Linked DNA regions of Sus scrofa: region 1 is linked to region 2. The links are chromatin contacts, called in public Hi-C maps. All regions are on one chromosome and are shown on one strand. The core of a region is the stretch at or near the end of the contact, and the rest is flanking DNA. Distances in the headings are between cores, read along the strand shown.

Region 1 (4,162 bases), core at 122-2,621, 260 kb after region 2:
TAACGATAATAAGCCTACCACCTGTTATCATTAGAATTTCCAAATGAAAAATAAGCGTATTTTTTTTTCTTTTTTTCTTTTTTTAAAAGAGCCACACCTGCAGCATATGGAAGTTCCCAGGCCAGGAATCTAATTGGAGCTGCAGCTGCAGGCCTACACCACAGCCACAGCAACACCAGATGGGAGAGGTGGCTTCGACCTGCACCACAGCTCACGGCAACAGCCAGATCCTTAACCCACTGAGTGGGGCCAGGGATCAAACCTGCATCCTCATGGATACTAATCCAGTTCATTACCCCAAGCCACAGTGAGAACGCCTGTGTATTTTCCTACTAGTAAGAAGAGTAGCAATGTTTTCAGTTTTTGCAAATTTCTTTGGTCTGGTGACAGCTGGATTTTCCTGCCTGCTTCTGCATCCCCTGTGTATCACAGGCCTGATGGTCTCTGGAAAAACCCCACAGTAAACTCAAGAGGGAATGTGGGCAAAAGAACAGACAGCAACCTGGTGTTTCTAAGGCCTGGCAGCTGGGGGTCCTTGGACACACTTGGAGAACTGCTGCCCTATCCAAAGCAAGACCCCTCTACAAAACCCAGGCAGGGGTCCTCGGCTTCTGTCCGCCCCCCTCCCTTCTCTGCATTAGTTCTTCCCACAATCTCTGCTCCTGCAGATGAGGCTGCTTGGTAATCCTCGGCTTGGGGCTCTAACCCCCCAAGCCTGCCAACACCGAGACGAAGGGGCCCATTCACCATCTCTACACCCCGCATCCAGCGGTCTGGTTTGGGTCAAGCCCTCAGTAACCGCTGAACGACCCAGAGGCTTGTTTCTCATTCCTGAGACTTATCTACGAAAACAACCAACATCTGGATGGATCGGCCTCCGCTCCCCGTCGGGCTCCCAGGCGGGGGGCGCGAGCCAAGGTAGCCCCGGCAGCCGGGACCTCCCGGAGCCCCAGGAAGCGCAGGCCGTGGGCCCCTGTTAGGTGATGCGGGCCTTGCCCGGGGTTTGAGGAGCCCGAGAACCGGATATTCGAATGGGTGGTTCTTAAGAAAGCCAAGCCTTGTTTATCTGTAGGATCCTCTGCCCCAGGCCGGCCCCTCCGCTCCGCTCCCAGCCCCGCCCCTACCGCCGGCCGCCACCCCCAATCCGGTCCCAGCCCCCCAGCCCCGCAGAGGGCGCGGACGCGCGTTTACCGTCTGCGGGACGCCGCCCCCGACAAGATGTCGGCTGCCGACTGGCCCGGCCAGAACTCCTCGCCCGAGGCTGCGACGGGCGGCCAGGACGCTGCCCCGAGGAGCAGGCAGACGACGCTGAGCGCCGCCATGGCCCCGGCGGCCACACACTTCCGGCGACCGCGCCCCGCCCCGGAAGCGCAGCCCGCGCTCTAGCGTAGCGTCACCTGTAGCCACGGCAACGCTCCGGAGCCCGCCCAGCGCATGCGTCTTGTGTGACTCCGCGTCCGGAAGCTCCTGGGGCAGAACTTGCGAGGGGAGCAGGGGCGGGACGAGGGGCGGGACAGATGGGCGTGGCCTACCTATGGGCGGGGCTCTAGGACGTCCTCGGGGCAGGTTGCCCTGAGGCAGCTGGGGCGGAGCTGGAGCCGGAGGGAGCGGGCTGGAGCCTGGGGGCGTGCCCGGGGCGTGTCTGGGGCGGGGCCAGGTGTCTAGGCGCCGACACCCTCACCTGCCCGCCAAGCCGGGCTCCTCCTGGGCTCCGCTGCCTCCGCCTCCGCACCAGGTGCGAACACTGTCAGCGTGTGGCCTGGGGGCGGGCAAGCCAGGGGACTGACCTCAGACCCTCACGGCTGGCCAGGTGGGGTACCTGGGTCGCAGATCCGCCTGGCCCGCCGCGGGCCTTGAATTAGCGCTGCTGGGCAGTTTCTGAGATGACTGGGTCTCTCCCAAGAGGTAGGTGTGGCAGGAGGCCGTCAGGGCGGGGGTACCCGATGCTGGGCTGGGCGCAGTCTCACAGCGCGAGGAGGGCAGAGCGGGCGGCGAGCCTGGGACATTTGGGGGATGGGGTGGGATGGTGTGTGTCCCTTGGTCGGGGCGGGCTGAGCGGTTGTCCTCAGGATCTCTCCTTCCACAGCAGGGGGCCCTCTCCCCGCCCTTCACTGCGCCCCATTCCCAGGAGTGCCCCACAGACCTGTGCCCGCACTGGGCACTATCTCTGAGAGGTCGGAGCTCCTGGTGGCTCCTGCCTGGGGCCAAGAACTGTACCTGACCTGTTAGGACGATGGGGCCTTTGTAGCTCCTGGTTTGAAACCTCAGTCTCTGAGGCAGGGTGGCTGCGGCCAGCCCCTCGCTGCCATGAAGTGAAGGCTCAGGCAAGGTGGAATTATTGGCTGTCTTTGCCGTCCAAGCCTTTTTCGCTCGGAGGTGTCTGGGACCAAGCGTGTTTGCCACCGTCCACCTGGGAGGGTGCCTGGCATCATTAGAGAAATGGAAATGAAAACCACAGCAAGGTCCCACTGTTTGCTGGGCAGAATGGTCACACGCGACGCTGACAACCCCCGGCGTCGAGCCGAGGCTCAGCTGGGACCCGGTACGCCGTCAGCAAGGTATCCACACACATCACCTCAGAAATGCTCCTACAGCTTCTCGTACAGTGAGACTCACACCTGCCCCGGAGGCAGCCGTTTCATCCCTATGTGTTCACCTGAGAGCAAGTCAAAGCGCACGTACTCCTGAGGACTGCCCCTCCCACGAGCCAAGTGGAACTGGGAGCCGGCACCCTCTCCTCTCCAGTGTCTAGCTTGTGCCACCGTGGGAGCCGGGAAAAGGCCACACTGACACCCCACCTGGGCTCTGCAGCGGTCAGGCTTCTCCAAAGCAGCGGGACTCGGGGGACAGACAGATGAGAGGTGTTACAGGGAGGGGCTCCCGGGGTCCTGGGGGCCTGCCGCTGCGAGCCCGAGACCCGAGAGCTGCCGTAAGATTCCCTCGGAGTCCAGAGGCTCCAGAACCAGGAGCTCTGAGGTCCCAGCTTGGGAAGAAAGAGTGGATTCGCCCTTCCTCCTCCTTCCTGCTCTGCTCCTAATGATTGGATGAGCCCCCCTCCGCCCCGGCCCCCGAGGACAGAGTGGTTTTTGCTCCCCTAGAGAGTCACACACTCAACTCTTCTACAAACACCCACAGGGCACACCCAGAAACACTGCTTTACCAGCTGTCTAGACACCGTTAGTCCAGCCACATGACACATGAAACCACCATCAAGGGTCCTTGTCTCAGCTGACCCCCTCAGCATGAGGCAGCACAGTCCTCGACACCGCAGGGTCCCCGCCACTCCAGCCAGTGCGGCCACCCTCCTGCCAGGGCTTCCCTCTGTGATGGGGGTACTGGAGGCCCCCTGAAGACCGGAACCAACCTCTGCACTTGTACCCTCACTGCGGACCAGGCCCTAAGGCCCCCTCGGCCTCCTGGCCTGGGGAAAACCCCCATGAGGGACCCTGGGAGGTCCAGAATGCCTGCCCTGTGCCACCCTGGCCCCTGGAAGTCCCCTTTCCAGGAACACGAACAAAACCCACACCCCCCACTCCTTGGCCAAGGCACCTTCTGGCTGAAGTTACGCCCTTACGGACCTACACGTTCTCTGTAGGCCGGGGACCTGCATGCAGCGCCCCAGGAAAGGAAGGTCCTTTCCTCTATCCCTGCAGGGAGCCCTCACGATGGGGTCCCTGCAGGCCCCTCGCTGCAGCCACGCCGGGCCGCACGTGGCCAAGGACAGCTGGTCACTGTCCTCCGTCACTGCCCAGGAGTGACCGCCCACACTGCTGGGTGTTTCTGTCACTTTGGAAGAGCAGGTGGGATTCTTGTGGGCAAACATTCGCCTTTTGAAAAGATTTGAGTGCAAAGCGGTATAAGCTAGACGTTTTCTGTTGCCCTGGAGCTGGTGAGACCCCAAGCAAAGTCAAAGCTGTTTTGAGAGAGAGTCACAAAGTGCCCCACAATCAAAGGGCCTGGCTCCCCAATAGGGGAGCAAGACCCCAGTGGGGCCTCGGTCCTCCTGCTGGGGTTAGGGGCTGGGTGCTCCAGCTGGGACAGAGCCCATGATAGCCCTATGGTGGCACATGCTGCTCCAGACCCCAGGCCAGCATGACTGCCCCCCACAACCGTGCTGTTCGTTCCGGGAGGTCTAGGTGCCCTCTCTGATCTTCCACCATTG
Region 2 (4,267 bases), core at 511-3,010:
CGTATGGATCCTGCGTGCGCCGCGTTCGGCGGGGCCGAAGGGGCTCGGGGTCGCGGGAAGCGCCCGCGCTGGGATTTTCCCCGCCCTGGGCGTCGGTGCCCGCGGCGCCCCAGCTCCACGAGAAACCCCGGCGGGCCGTGAGCGCCCTCGCGCGACGGAAGAATTGCCTGGCGCCGCGCGCGCGAGAGCTGGGTCTGTCCGGGCATCACCAAGGCCACCTAGTCCAGCCGGGAGGCCGACAGCCCAGGGAACAGAGGAGATACGGCAGAGCTCTGGGAAAGGCAGAGCTGCCGAGGGTGCGGGGCCTCCCCGGAGACCAGAGCCAAGGGTAGCCTTTCCTGGAAGACCGGGAACCAACGCAGCCCCCCTGGGGAGGTAGGGGCTGCTGTAAACAGAAGGGGCTCCATTCCGGCCAAGGGTGGAGGGCAGGGCTGGAGCCCAGGTGGGGGTGGAATTTGGGGGGATGGATAAGGGGGCTGTTGGGGGGATGTGATAGGGAGAGGAGTTGGCCAAGAAAACACTTCCGTTTGGAGCTTGGGCCCCTTCCTGAGTGAGGGCTGCCATTCCTTCCGAAGGGGACTGTACTGCTGGGGTGGGCGGGGGCAGATTGGGATGGGAAGCAAGGCTTCCACTTTGGGATCGCCACAACTTCAGGTGGAGACCCAGAGAGGGGTCAGGCTGCAGGTGCAAATGTCAGGGCAGCAGGGTGTGGCCTGGTCGCCGAGGGAGATGAAGGGACAGACACAAAGAGAGGGGGCCCAGGGATTTAAAGAAAGTCCTAACAGATGCATTTTGCGGTAGCTGGACAATCTTTTCCTTTGAGAAAGCACGGGCTGCCGGGAAGAGGCAAGAAGCAACCCTGAGGTTGAGGCTGTCCTGCAGGCTCTGGGGGTGGCTAGGGGCAGAGATCACTGCCAGGTGGGGGGCTGGTGAGCAAAGGAGCCAGGAGCCAAGCCAGGGTCTCCCTGCCCGCCATCTCAGGAAACGAGGCCGGATGGAGCAGAGCATATACCTGTGTGTTGAAGACACCAGTGTCTCTGCACCAGCTGCCAGGAGATCATTCCTCCAGCGAGCTGAGTTAGCTCTCTGCCTGTGTGTGCCCAGCAGTCACTACCTCTGTGCTGTCTGTCCTTAGTTCTCCCCACAGCAGTAGAACCAGAGACCATCGCGTGACATTCCCCTAAAGAAGTTGTAGCTGCCACCAGATGGGGGGCACACGACTAGGTGGTGGGCTGGGTCTTCACCATCCAGAAAGCCTCCCAGAAGTTCTCTCCTCTTGCTCACAGCTGGACAAGAGGTTCTAGCCACAGGAACCTGATCTGCAGGTTTTGGTTAGACACCCACCCTGGCCACTGCGCAGGTGGTGATAGCGGGGCCATTGACAGAGTTGGGGTACTGAGCTTGAGAGCTGGTTTCTGGGTTTCTTCCAGGGGCACTTCTGTAAAGTCGCCCCTGTAAGTCCTGGCCTGATGTCTCTGAGGTGCCCCCAGCCCCCAGTCTTCCCGCTACTCCCGGGCATCTCTGACAGGCAGAAGCAAACCCAAGTTTGTTGTGTATTTCAACAAGCGTGAACCCCCCCAGCGCTGTGTCCATCACTCCCCAGTTATCAAGGCTGCACAGATTCCGACAATTAGCCGCCCCCGCCCCGGGAAGCCGGGCAGGGTCGGAGGCGGGACCCCTCGGCCCCGCTCCTCCAGCTGCAGCCGCGCCCTTCTGCGGCTCCGTCCCGCCCTTCCGGTGGCCTGCGCGTCGGGCGCGGGGAGAAGAGCGGATCCCAGCGGCCGGGCTCCTGTTTCCGCCGGGCCCCCAGCACGCGGGACCGACTTCCGGGGGCTTGTGGCGCGTGTGCCCGCGGCTTCCGGCGGGCTGTGGGTCTCCGCGGGCGAGATGGGGAAAGTGCGCGGCTTGCGGGCTCGGGTGCACCAGGCTGCGGTGAGGCCCGCGGGGGAGGCCGCGCCCGGCCCCGCGCCCCCCGCCCGGGAGGCGGCCCCTCCGCAGGCCCCGGCCGGCGGCGTCGGGGCGAAGGTCAGCTGGGGACACCGCCGGCGGTGGGGGGGGGGGCAGAGGTGCGGCGCACTGTGCGGCCTCGGGGGTCCCGGGCTGGCTTTGTGGGCGCCCCCCAGAGCCCGGGACCGCGGCCCGGGCCGTGTTGGCTGCGCGGCCCGCGGGCCTTCCCGGTCCGCGGAGGGTCGTGGCCTCCGTGGGCCCCGAGGCTCGGCGCACGGGCGCGACGGCCCGGGAGGGGTCGGCTTGCTCCGCGCCTGGCGCCGTGCGGGGAAGGACCAGAAGCCGGCCACGGCCACGGGCAGAAAGGCTGCTCGAATGCGGCACAAACAGCTCCCGGGAAAGGAAAGGGAAGTCCCAGGGTCATCAGAAAACGAGGAGCAAACTGAAGAGCCCCTGTGCCCCGTGCCCAGCCCTCCCAGCCCTAAGCAGCCGCCCATCTGTTCTGTGCATTTCGCATGGATGGAGTCCTAGAGATTGTGGCTTTCGCGTTGGGCTTCTCGCATTTAGCGTGGTTTCAACGTTCCTGCAGGTTGTATGACTATCACCCTTCACTCCTTTTTATGGTGGAAAATGTTCCACTGTGTGGTTAGACCATGTTTTATCACGGGCTGACCCGGAGCTGCCTGGAAGCATCTGCCGGTGTCTGTAACCAAGGGGCTCCTCTGGGGATTGTGGACCAGTCTTGTTGGTTTGTGGGGCCCATGGCTTTGGGCTAGTAGTGCTAAGGAGAACAGCTATGCTGTGTGCCAGGCCGTTTACATTGTCATAATCACGCCGACTGATTTTGCGGGGAAAAACTGAGAGATTAAATAAATTACCAAGGACACTTGGCTGCTGCTGTTTGAACCCAGGATCTGGCCCCAGTGCCCAGGCTTTCATAACAACGTTTTTACCCCCTAATATAATTGTGTTAATTTCTTGCATTTTATCTTGTGTAATTGATTAAAGAGCTAGATTTTCATATATGCATTATAAACTTTTTGGGTGTATTTCCCATGATATGTAATTTTTAAATTTTTTTTTTTTTTTTTTTTGTCTTTTTTAGGGCTGCACTCACGGCATAGGGAGGTTCCTAGGCTAGGGGTCAAATCGGAGCTGTAGCTGCCAACCTACACCACAGCCACAGCAACGCTGGATCTGAGCAGCGTCTGTGACCTACACCACAGCTCATGGCAACGCTGGATCCTTAACCCACTGAGCGAGGCCAGGGATGGAACCTGAGTCCTCATGGATTCTAGTTGGGTTCATTCACTGCTGAGCCACGTGGGGAACTCCTATAATTCTTAATTTTTAAATTGATGCATATTTGATTTACAATGTTGTGCCAATTTCGGTTGTGCCAAGTCACAGCAGAGTGACTCAGTCATACACACGTATACATTGTTTTTTACATTATATTCTATCGCGGTCTATCCCGGGACGTTAGAAATAGTTCCCTGTGCTATACGGTAGGACCTTGTTCTAAGTGTAGAAGTTGCATCTGCCAACCTCAAACTCCCCTTCCTCCTTGGCAACCACAAGTCTGTTCTCCATGTCTGTGAGTCTCTTTCTGTTTTGTAAGTGGTTCATTTGCGCCTTATTTAATTTAATTTAATTTTAATTTTATTTTTTTCCTTTTAGGGCCCCACCCATGGCATACGGAAGTTCCCAGGCTAGGGGTCCAGTAGAGCTGGACCGGCCTGCACCACAGCCACAGCAATGCAGGATCTGAGCTGAATCTGTGACCTACACCACAGCTCATAGAAACACCAGATTCTTAACCCACTGATCGACGAACCTGTGTCCTCACGGGTACTAGGCAGGTTCATTACTGCTGAGCCATGATGGGAACTCCCATTTGTGCCATATTTTAGATTCCACATATAAGTGATGCCATATGGTATTTTTTTCTTACTTGCTTTGCTTGGCATGATAATCTCTAGTTGCATCTGTGTGGCTGTGAATGGCCTTATTTTGTGCTTTTTAATGGCTGAGTAGTATTCCATTGCATATATGTACCACATCTTGATCCATTTATCTTTCAGTGAACATTTAGGTTGTTTCCATGTCTTGGATATTGTGAACAGTGCTGCAGTGAACATAGGGGTGCATGTGTCTTTTTCAACGAAAGTTTTGTCAGGATATGTGCCCAGGAGTGGGATTGCTGGATCAAAGGGTAATTCTGTGTTTAGTTTTCTGAGGAACCTCCATACTGTTTTCCACAGTGGTCGTACCAGTTTATATCCCCACCACCAGTGCAGGAGGGTTCCCTTTTCTCCAC

The links. A called contact is a pair of places that touch in the nucleus more often than the background predicts.
Region 1: a Hi-C map of liver shows a contact between it and region 2, with 7 times the contacts expected there. The contact joins the promoter of POFUT2 here to the promoter of FAM207A in region 2. A contact is called at or near these places in 1 of 47 Hi-C or Micro-C datasets (liver) and 1 of 2 datasets of contacts at active chromatin or transcription factors (alveolar macrophages).

The regions. Positions count from the first base shown.
Region 1 is chr13:207,816,767-207,820,928 of Sscrofa11.1, forward strand. It overlaps POFUT2 (GDP-fucose protein O-fucosyltransferase 2), which reads right to left and starts at 1,372. Exons shown (of 9, transcript XM_021071525.1): 1 at 1,192-1,372. The coding sequence starts at 1,322.
Region 2 is chr13:207,559,120-207,563,386 of Sscrofa11.1, forward strand. It overlaps FAM207A (protein FAM207A), which reads left to right and starts at 1,761. Exons shown (of 6, transcript XM_013990227.2): 1 at 1,761-2,025. The coding sequence starts at 1,888.